Regions from separate parts of the Sus scrofa genome. Here region 1 is linked to region 2. Evidence: chromatin contacts called from public Hi-C data. All regions are on one chromosome and are shown on one strand. Each heading gives the region's core, a stretch centred on a gene start, on an enhancer-like site or on the middle of the called end of the contact. The rest is flanking DNA. Distances are from core to core; before and after follow the strand shown.

Region 1 (5,857 bases), core at 2,318-4,817, 460 kb before region 2:
GGGGTTGAATCGGAGCTGTAGCCACCGGCCTACGCCAGAGGCACAGCAACGCAGGATCCGAGCCGCGTCTGCAACCTACACCACAGCTCACGGCAACGCCGGATAGTTAACCCACTGAACAAGGGCAGGGATCGAACCCGCAACCTCATGGTTCCTAGTCGGATTCGTTAACCACTGCACCACGACGGGAACTCCTCAAAACTTCTCTTACTGATTCACCATCTTCCTATTGTCTACTTCCATCATGAAGGGGGTCAAAATTCCATATCGTTTATTTCTTTGTGTACTTGTCTTTGTCTGTCTATGTCTTCCCTCGGCCCAGATTGTAACCTCCGTGAGGACAGCAACCTTCCCCATCTTTCTCATTACCGTATCCCCAGTATTCAGCATGACCCAAGAAGCTGTCAATATCTGTGTGCTAAATGAAGAAAAAGAGATGCTTTCCTATAATTAGGTGCTTTCATGACCACACCTCCCAGGTTGGCACTGAGCCTGAAAGTAGAACCAACATTTTTCTTCTTTTTTTTTTTTCTTTTTTTTTTAGTCACACCTGCAGCATGTGGAAGTTCCCAGGCCAGAGATCGAACTTGCACCATGGCAGAAACCAGAGCTACAGCAGTGACATGCTGGATCCTTAACTTGCTGGGCCACCAGCATCAACTTTTGTTCAGATAGTACTTACAGGTCACACATTGCCACAGCTTGGAAACAGCATGGGCTATGGTATCAGGCCTATCAGTCATGTATCCACTGTGTGACTGTAAGCAAGTTGCTTGACTTCTCTGAATCTCCATTTCTTCATTTCCAAAATGGGAGGATGAACACAGGGTTAAATAAGATTATGTGTTTATGAAACAACTGGTGCACAGTCACTGTGCAAGATGTATTTGTCCTTGGCTCCAACCTGCACACCCGAGTGGGAAGAAGAGCTGAAGGGGTAAATGCTCTGGGTAGCAATAAACTGGATCCACTCCTAAAGCACCAAGGCTGCTCTTGCCCTAATTTTTGCACAATTGTATCAGTCCCAGATACCTTCCTCTGTATCCTTATCCTTTATCCGCCCCACCTCTCCACCTACAACCAGCTCAGGTCCCCACAATGCCCTCTTGTCATGTGAGCTTTCTTGCTGCCTTTGCTTCCCAGGACACGAGGTGGAGAAGTGGGAAAAAATACAGGGCTGAAACCTAGATGTGTGTTCTGCTCTAGTCTGGTTCTAACTAGGGGTGAGGGACCACAAGCAGGCCCACTTAACCTCTGAACGTCACCTTCCTTATCTGTAGAGGGATAATGGGTGGTAATGATACTTGAGTGGAATGGTGTAGGTACAAAGACTGGAAAATTATAGAACATATAAAAATTAGTTTCTTTTCCTATTTTCAGCATTCCTGCTAGTGAGATTAGAACTGAAGCAGGTGGAGTTCCTGTCATGGTGCAGTGGAAACGAATCCGACTAGGAACCATGAGGTTGCGGGTTTGATCCCTGGCCTCACTCAGTGGGTTAAGGATCCGGCGTTGCCGTGACCTGTGGTGAAGGTCACAGATGTGGCTCAGATCCCCTATCTTGGGAACCTCCATATGCTGTGGGTGCAGCCCTAAAAAGCAAAAAAAAAAAAAAAAAAACAGTCGAAGCAGACAATGCAAAGGCTATTTTTGCAGGATTCTAGAGCATCCTGCCTTGTGTTTCTTGGCCACAGCCCGCCTACCCAGCCACTTCAACATCCTTCATTATTCATTCATTCAGCAAATACTTATTGAGTGTCCACTGTGTGCCAAGCACTGTTGTATGTTCTGGGAATAGAACAATGGAGAGAGCAGACTAAACATTCAGCTCTCATAGAGCTTGCATTCTGGTAGGCAGTGGAAAAGACTGTGGGCGGGTAAGGCAAACTCATACCACCTGAAGAGTTCTGCCATCCATAGCTCTGATCATTCATGCCAAGCGGGGGCAAAGAAGGGGGACAGAGAGGGTAGGAATGCAAGGAAAAGACGTTGAAAGAATTCAGTCCTACTAGAATCCAGAAATGGGCCTGGTTTCATTACAATTATGTGTCCATATACCAGTTGGGTAGTAGCCCAGCTAAGAAGGCAAAACCTGAATCTAATGATGAGGAAACATCAGACAAATGCAAAATGAGAAACATTCTTTTTTTTCCCCTCCCTGTTTTAATGTAATAAAAAGCAAGGAAAGTTGAAGACAAATTAAAGATGACTAAAGAGACATGAAAAATAAACACAAGACCTAATCTTGGACTGCATCCTGTACGGAGCAGGGGCGTGTGTGTGTGTGTGTGTAGACTGCTACGAAGTTCACTATTGGATCACTGGGGGGAAAGTGGAATGCAGAGAGTAGATGGAACTTATTAAAGATATATAAGAGGATATCCTTACTCTTAGAAAATACAAAGAGAGAGAAGCGAGGGAGGGAGAGGAGGCAACAACTTATAAGATGTGAAAATTAATAAAGAGAAAGCTCATTTTACATTGAGCCAGGAAGGCCAGAATAGGGAACTCTCACACCCTACCAACAGCTAGAGACCCAAGAGGAAGAGCTACCATTGCATCCCCAACAGGAAGAAGGGTACCACTTTTCTATCCAGGAGGAGGAAGGAAATTTTTCTCCTCGTCCAGCAACAGCCCAGCCAATAAGAGACCGTCACAATTCAGCCAATAAAAAGCCACTACACTTCAAATTGTTTCCTCTAACTCTTTGTTTATAACAGCCCCTCCCAGCTCCCCCTTCTCCAACATAAAAAAAGGTCTTTTTTGCTCTGCACACTTGCCTGCAGGGTGCCAAAGTTTGCATGTCCAGAATTGCAATTCAGTGATGTTCCCAAATAAACCCAATTTACTGGTAAAATAACTGGCTGTTTTGTTGTTTTAGAGCGACAAAGCAAATGGAGCAAATTGTCAGCAAAAGATGAACCTTCAGTAAGGTTTTCACGTGTTCTTTGTACGATGCATGCAACCACTCCAAAGAGACTTTAAAAAAAAAAAAAAAAGTACCCATGGGACCCTAACTTTAAGCCCAACCCCTTTGCTAAATTGGTGCAAGACCCTGAATGAATCCCTTTCTATCTGGGCCTCATTTTCTAGTCCAGATGGTTTCTAACGTTCCCTGGCTATCCATGTCCCACAACTCAAAACACTTCTTTCTTTGGAAAGAAAAGAAGACAGCCCCTTCACCTCTCAGCCTACCGGTTACTTCACAACTTTCTCCAAAGTGATCAACCTTTCCTCTGCCCATCCTCGCCACCTACCAGCAGTCTCAGCCACTCTTTCCTAGAGCCTTAGGGCCCATCTTCGGGGGCTCTAGGATCGCTTCAGAACAGGCACGTGCATTTCTCTCCCAAGAAACTACAGCCCCCAAAAGGCTTTGCGGCAACCCTGGGCATTTAGTACCACCAAAGAGAAAAAGCTTTCAGCTCGGGCCGGCCGCTGCATGGCTTTTTGGGAATTGTAGTTCCCGTGCGAAGAGCCCGGGAACCAGGGTACCGCCGCAAGCCACGCTTCCCAGAACGCACAGCGCCAGTCCCTGCCAATCAAAGACGCGGATCTTGGAAGGAGAGCTGGGGGGAAGAGGAGGAGCTGCGCGGCGCATGCGCGGTATGTGTGGCTGGGGAATTCATGTGGAGGTCAGAGTGGAAGCAGGTGAGAATGGAGCAGGGTGGTTGCGGCCCCCGACGGGTTGTCTCCGTGGTCCCTCTGAGCTCCCATGCCTTGAAGTTTGGGCCGGTGGGACGAGTGCGTGGGTCCACCTGGTGTCGGAAGGGAACGGGGGTGAGCCTGGGAGGAGGTTGCGTTAGAGTAAGGAGGTGTGTATGGGGGCAGGGTGAGGAATAATCCAGAAGCTGTTAGAAATGGAAAGGCTGAGGGGTCAGGACCGGGAATTCAGGTCTGGTAGAGAAATATTTAAATGCACGGGGAGAGGTCAGGGTAGTCTCAGAAGTTGTGATCTGGGGAGGAGGGAGGGGAGGCCGAAGTGGATGACCACTATGGGGCGGAGCAAGACAAAGTTAAGTGCTTGAGTGGATTCGAGTGAGATCGGCGTTGCTCCCGCCCACCCCGCCCCTCTCCCTCTCGCTTTGCAGCCGTTTAGGGCCTTTCTGGCCCAGTTGGTTCTTGTGGTGTGTTGGCCCCAGAATGTCATCCAGCCTGTGCTTCCGTAACAACAGGTCGTTCTCAATCCCGGATGATAAGCAGCAGCAGGGTCAGGAGTTTAGCTCTGCCTTCTAGAACGAGACCTCCAGGTTCTAATCCTGGTTGCATCACTGCTAGCTGTGTGATCTTAGGCTCCTCCTGTGACCTCTGTGTGCCTCAGTTTCCTCCTTTGTAGTAATCCTCATAGAGGTTGATGTGAGGAAGACTGCCTAGTGTCATTCTTTTGCTGTTGTAATCACATTCTTTTCTGAGCCCAAATTCCAAGGAATTAACCACACAGACTCTCCTGGGGCCTGCCTCTCCAGGAAAGGGGAGGGTGGTCTGGTGTGGTGCTAAGTATCAAGTATCAATCCCATAATCCCATGCCCTCTTCCTTTTTTTTTTTTCCTTTAGGGCACTGCACCCAAGGCCTGTGGAGGTTCCCAGGCTAGGGGTCGAATTGGAGCTGCAGCTGCCGGCCTATAGCACAGCCACAGCAACGAGGGATCGGAGCCACATCTGCAACCTGCACCACAGCTTGTGGCAACACCAGGTCCTTAATGCACTGAGCGAGGCCAGGGATCGAACCCACATCTTCATGTATACTAGTCAGGTTCATTAACCACTGAGCCACGACAGGAACTCCTGCATTTTGAACCACCTGCCCCAGGCCCCCTTTTTTCCTTTTGTTTCTTTTTGTTTCCTGTTTGGCTGCCCCACAACATATAGAGTTCCCAGGCCAAGGATCATACCCAAATCGCAGTTGCAGCAACACCAGATCCTTTAGCCCACTGTGCTGGGCCAGGGATTGAACCTTGGTCCTGGCACCGCAGGGATGCCACTGACCCGTTGTGCTGGAACATCCCCAGGCCCCTTTTCTTAAGTGGTAGAAAAAAAGCAGCAGAAAAAAGAAAAGCAAAGGGATTGATAATACCCTTTGAAAGCTGCAGAGTGTTATTTATGAAATGTCCTTCAGTGGATGATTCAAAGCTCTCAAGAATGGGGAAATAATGGAGTTCCCGTTGTGGCTCAGTGGTAACAAACCCGCCTACTAACCATAAGGACAAGGGTTCGATCCCTGGCCTCGATCAGTGGTTAAGGATCTGGTGTTGCGGAAAGCTGCCTTGTAGGTCAAAGATGAGGCTCAGATCTGGTATGCCTGTGACACAGGCTGGCTACTACAGCTCCAATTTGACTCCTAGCCTGGGAGCTTACATGCGCCACACGTGTGGCCCTAAAATGACCAAAAACAAAAAAACAAAAAAAGAATGGAGAAATAAACAGCCAGCTTCAGAAGTACCCGTGATGTCTCAGAGAGGGCTTTCTCTCGGGATTTTGGGATCTAGTCTTTTGTTTATTTTATTTTCACCCCTAGGTGTGAGTGGGTCCAGCAGAAGGAGACATGGCTGCCAAGGTGTTTGAGTCCATCGGCAAGTTTGGCCTGGCCTTAGCCGTTGCAGGAGGCGTGGTGAACTCTGCCTTGTATAATGGTGAGACACTGAAGGGTGGTGGGCCACTGCCCTTTGCCAGAAGATGTCTGTTGGTCTGCCTGGCCCATGTGACACTCCTGTGGGCAGCCGCTGTCCGTGAATGTGTTTGTGACCAAAGACTGACCTGCCACCATCCTAACACCGTATAGTTGCATTGTCATCAGAGCCTCTGTCCCTGTAGCTGTAAGGTTCTCTCGGAGCCTAGATTCACAGAGAGCCTCCCAGCCCAG
Region 2 (5,750 bases), core at 1,882-4,381:
TGGAGTTCCTGTTGTGGTACAGCAGAAATGAATCCGACTAGGAACCATAAGGTTTCGGGTTCAATTCCTGGCCTAGCTCAGAGGGTTAAGGATCCAGCGTTGCCACCACAGGTGGTATAGGTTGCAGATGAGGCTCGGATTGCTGTGTCTGTGGTGTAGGCCGGCAGCTGTAGCTCCAATTAGACCCCTAGCGTGGGAAACTCCACATGCCTCAGGTTCGGCCCTAAAAAGCAAACAAACAAAAAACCAAAACCAAACAAACAAAAAGCAATAAATAAAAATAAAAATCCATACAATTGCCTTACTATGGGCCAGGGATTGTGCTCAGTACTTTCTTTTTTTTTTGCTTTTTAGGGCTGGGCCTGCGGTATATGGAGATTCCCAGGCTAGGGGTTGAATTGGAGCTGTAGCTGGTGGCCTACACCACAGCTCACAGCAACAACAGATCCTTCACCCACCGATCGAAGCCAGGGATCGAACCCCAAACCTCATGGTGCCTTGTCGGATTCGTTTCTGCTGTGCCCGCACGGGAACTCCTCAGTAGTTTCTAAACATCGTGCTTTTTTTTTTTACTTTTTTTTTGTTTGTTTTTGTTCAGATTTATAGACATCATTTTAAAAAAATCAGGGTGATCTCATTTAAAGCTTCATCACAATCACTTGAGATAACGCAATAGCTGGAAACCATGCACAACACTGCCTCCATGAGGCAGAGAATTAAAAGCCTAGGCTCTTAGCCAATTTGCCTTAAGGCCCATGACTCACTAGCCACTGAAACCAAGTGAGATGACCTGTGATGGTCAGAGCAGCATGCTTCTGAGAGCGGTGAAATTTGCAGGAATTTTGTGAGCAGGTTGTAAATCCACTGATAGTTTGAAATGATAGCTTGGAAGCCCATAGTCAGAGTATTTACACCATGGAAATTGGCAAATGCTATAAATCAGAGCACCTTCCTCCCAACTGACCTGGAGAGGTGATTGTTAAATATTTACTGGTCAGCAGACTTTCTCTTAAATAACAGAGGAGAGCAAAAGTGTCTGAAGAAGGGAATGAACATGTCTGCCTGAGGGTGGCAACAAGGTTGACCGAGGGCCAATGTGTACACCTCAGGGAGTGAGTATGTTTGCTTGCATTTGAAGGTAGGAACAGTTAAATCTGAGGTCATGATTGTGAGTGAGCGATCAGTGTATTTTCAGTAGTCATACAGTGTGAGTCAGAGGGAGAAATGAAGCAGGTACATCTAGATCATGTCACTGAGTACCTAATGGATCAAGTTTTGTGTTAGTGGTGTGGTAAGAATATGAAGATATGAGGTCACTGTGTGTATACAGGAGGCTAGTGTGTTTTTCATGGTAGGTATCACGGAGAAGGTCAGTGTATACGAGAGGGTGTCAAATGTACATTTTGGAGGGGACAAATCTGTGTCTGAGAAAGTAGGTTTGTATCTAATGGGAATTTGAAGATATGGCTATGAAAGCCTGAGTAATTGTTTTGTTCCTTGATCCTTGCATCTATCAACATTAGATTCTGTTTCAAAAAAACAGAAAAAAGGAGTTATTGCTGTGGTGCAGTGGGTTAATAATCCAACTGCAGTAGCTGGGATAGCTGTGGAGGCATGAGTTCGATCCCTGGCTCAGTGCAGTGGGTTGGTTAAAGGATCTGATGTTGCCCCAGCTGTGGCATAGGTCCCAGCTGTGGCTGAGATTTGATCCCTGGGCCAGGAATTTCCATGTGCCTTGGAAGCAGCCATAAATAAAACAAAACAAAAACCACCCTGCCACAAGATAACAATGCTAAATATCTTTAGAAAGATAAACAATTATTTCTCTTTCTCATAAACATCCAGATGCAGGCAGCCCAGGGCTGGTGTGACAGCTTGCTCCATGAAATCCTCAGGGACCCATATTCATTGGGCTCATTGCTCCAACATCCGTCAAGGGCCCAAGTGACAATTAAGTATCCTGCCACCAATCTCTGCTTCCAGCCTTTTTTTTGTCCTTTTTCTTGAAACTTCTCTGGTAACTTTATTCACATTCATGATTTCACCTTGATCTGTAGCCCAGCCCAGTTCTCTGTGAATGTCATACCAGTACATTGAATGACAATTCTTTCCTGTGATGTCCCACAAACCTCAATTTCAACATTTTTGAAACCACTCTTAATTATTTCCCTGACTTCATCCTGTGGTCTCTTCCCACCCTCTTTCTGAACCGCACCACTGTGTTGCCCAAGCCAGGAAATTGATCATCCTGCTAACTTTTCCCATCAGCTCTGCTCTTGTTTTACCAATTTCACCATTCTACCTTCTTAACACGTCTTGAATTTGTCCCATTCTCTCTAGCCTTACACTATCTTAGTTCTGGTCCTCATCATTTCTACATTGGATTGCTACAACTGACTTAAAATGAAGCCTAGATTGCCATTAATTCTTCTATAACGAAAACTTGGTATTATTACCCCCTGGTTTAAGAAACCTCCATTAGATCCTTTTTTGTTGTTGTTGGACTCAACAATGCTATGGAAGTCACTTATGGAGCTTCCTAAACACACAGATGACTGATTCATCTCTAGATCTGATGAAACAAACATAGCTGAAATTCATTTATGTACCAGGCATTGCACTAAATGCTTTGTTTTATATTTTTTGGCTTAATTCTCACAATTTTGAATAGGTATGACTCTTTCGCAATCTGGAAAATGGAATACAAGAGATCAAAGAATATGCCTGAAATGACTGCACTGTATGTAGGGAAAGAGACCTACGGAACGAGGTAATCTAACTCAATATAGAGTTTTTAACTGTAACGCCTTCCCCAGTCACAAGCTCTAAGTGTGATTCAGGGTGGGCTCCAATGGCATAGAACAGATTGTTTTATGCTCATTTTGGAACCCTCGGTGCCCAACTCAGGGCGTGGCACACAGCAGACTGCCAGCAGACGGAGGGTGGCAGTAGAGGACAGTCGCAGGAAGTCGAGAGGGTCCGAAAAGTGCACGTAGGTGGGGAGCACCCGGCCACAAGGAGTTTTCCGTATCCCTGCGGGAGCGAGGGGCGGGGCTGTTGGGCCCCTGACTGTGAGACAGGTCGACCCCCGCGACCGGAAGTTCGGGCGTAGCTTCCGGCGCGCGGAGATGACGCACGACCCGCGCTTCCGCGTCGGGGGAGCCGGCGGCGGATCCCGGGACGCGGAGACCCGGGGTCCCGGCAGCTGGGTGGCCTGCGGGCCACGGCGGGGATGCACCGCCGCGGGGTGGGCGCTGGCGCCATCGCCAAGAAGAAGCTTGCCGAGGTGAGTGGAAGGAGGCGGGCCCGCAGCCACACCTGACCCGCGGGAGACAGAAGTCTCTCCAAGCAGAGCTCTATACCCTCAAATCGCCTCCCAGTAGCATCTGACGTGGGCTTCTCTGGTCCTGGAGAACTGAGTTTCTCTAGCTTCCGGTGGCTTGGAACGTCAGCATCCCCAGATCCATCAGCCCTTTCCCTCACTTCGCGCAATTTGGCTCCAGACGTGTCTGTTCTACTTCCTGACTCCCTCTCCCTAGGAAAACCCATTTGCGAGACGCTCCTCTTTTCATACCTTTGCGGAGACAGTACAAGTGGGAGCCTTCAGCACCCACTTTCTGAACTCATGCTTGTTTCTTTGTCTGACAGGCCAAGTATAAGGAGCGAGGGACTGTCTTGGCTGAGGACCAACTGGCCCAGGTGAGTGGGTTGGAGGGTCCAGACAGCGAGGGAGACCCCACAGGCTGGGCAAAACACTTTAAAATTTTTAAAAAAATTTTTTAACTCAATGAATTTTATTACATTTATAGTTATACGATGATCATCACAACCCAGTTTTATAGCATTTCCATCCCTTTTTGATATAAACCGGATTGTTTGGATCTAACTAAAAATAGGGTATTTGGAGTTCCCTGGTGGTTTAGCGGTTAAGCGGTTATTACTGCTGTGGCTTGGGTGGTTCAGGTTTGATCCCTGGCCTGGGAACTTCCAAATACCACTGGGTTCGGCCAAAAAATAAATGATGGTAATAATAAAAAAATAAAAATAGGGTATTAGGTAAATCCCAGTCTCTAGGCTGCTCAGATCTTGCTAATAACAGTGAGAGCCAACATCTTTGAGTGATTACCTGCTCGTAGCATCCCAGGCACTTGTCCGTTTTCTTTAAATGTCCTATCTTTCTCCTGACAATTCTGTCAGGAAGGAATTCTCTTTTTCAGTTTAGAATTGAGGGCACCGAAGTGTTAGGTGCTATATCCAAGGTTACATGAGTAGTAAGTTGGGGAGTGGGGAGTCGAGTTAGGTCTTTTGAGTTTTTCCCTCCCCTGCCTCCTTTTTGGCCACCCTTTGTCATGTGGAAGTTCCTGGGCCAGGGATCAAATCTGAGACTCACCTGGGACCCACGCTGCAGCTGTGGCCATAGCTTAAACCACTGTGCCAGGCATGGCACGGTGTGGTGATCCTTAACCCACTGTGCCAGGCAGGGGATCAAACCTGTGCCCTTGCAGAGGCCCAGGCCACTATAGAGACAACAGCAGTTCCACTGTGCCACAGAAGGAACTCCTGAATTTTTACTTTAAATGCCTAAGGATAACAGGAAAATATTGCCTAACCAATGGTACCCACCACCACCAACACATCTAGGTGCATAGCAGAAGCATGTGTCAGTGTTGAGAGTGTGGCTCCTGCACACTTCTATAACACTACCCTTTTCTGTATATGCTCTGTGTTTACTCAGTTATTTTGACTGGTGAAGAGTGGAAGGAGGAACTGAGGCCAGGAAATGGCCCATGAACTGAGGAGATATGGTAGACACAGGCTGTGCTCTTCAAAAGCACCCACATGGGGAGATAACATGCAGCAATCAATTGGAAATGGTGATTAGAATAATGTGTAAATTTCTAATATGTGGTGAATGAGGAGATGTTGGGCCAGGAGAGGTTATTCTGGGTGGGTTGAAGATAGGCTTTATTAATTAGGGAAAGAAAAGGAGTAATACAAATAGGAAGTCACAGTATCCCCAAACCAAAAGTATTTAGCTTTAGAATCTAATCTGGGGAGGTCCCCCCATCGTAGCTCAGCAGAAGCAAGGCTGACTAGCATCCATGAGGATGCAGGTTCAATCCAATCCCTGGCCTTGCAGTGGTTAAGGATCCGGCATTGCTGTGAGCTGTGGTGTAGGTCGCAGACATGGCTCAGATCCAGCATTGCTGTGGCTGTGGCATAGGCCAGCGGCTATAGCTCTGATTTTACCCTAGCCTGGGAACCTCCATATCCTGTGGGTGTGGCTCTAAAAAGACCAGGGGGGAAAAAAAAAAAAAGAATGTAATCTGGTAGACCCATATCTCTCCCTCAGAGATTCTTTTTGTGTGTGTCTTTTTAGGGCTACCCATGTGGCATATGGAGGTTCCCAGGCTAGGGGTCAAATTGGAGCTATAGCCGCCAGCCTACATCACAGCCACAGCAATGCCAGATCCAAGCTGCATCTTCGACTTGTGCTGAATCTTGAGGCAATGCCAGATCCTTAACCCACTGAGTGAGGCCAGGGATCGAACCCACAACCTCATGGTTGCTAGTCGGATTCATTAACCACTAAGCCACGATGGGAACTCTGATCCCCTCATTTTTAAGGCAAAATTGATTACTAGGTGCACCTTCAATTTAATACCATTTTTTCTGGGAATAAGAAAAGAAACATAGCAAGATAAATATAATTAAGGCTGCTGTATGTTCTATGTGGGAGGTGTTAAGAG

Evidence for each region. A called contact is a pair of places that touch in the nucleus more often than the background predicts.
Region 1: a contact with region 2 is called in a Hi-C map of liver, with 9 times the contacts expected there. The contact joins the promoter of PHB here to the promoter of SNF8 in region 2. A contact is called at or near these places in 2 of 47 Hi-C or Micro-C datasets (heart right ventricle and liver).

What each region holds. Positions count from the first base shown.
Region 1 is chr12:25,607,403-25,613,259 of Sscrofa11.1, reverse strand. It overlaps PHB (prohibitin), which reads left to right and starts at 3,567. Exons shown (of 7, transcript XM_003131560.6): 1 at 3,567-3,648; 2 at 5,513-5,627. The coding sequence starts at 5,540. It overlaps LOC106505435 (a long non-coding RNA gene), which reads right to left and starts at 3,336. Exons shown (of 3, transcript XR_002337165.1): 1 at 3,258-3,336.
Region 2 is chr12:25,150,228-25,155,977 of Sscrofa11.1, reverse strand. It overlaps SNF8 (vacuolar-sorting protein SNF8), which reads left to right and starts at 3,131. Exons shown (of 8, transcript XM_003358083.4): 1 at 3,131-3,286; 2 at 3,649-3,699. The coding sequence starts at 3,233.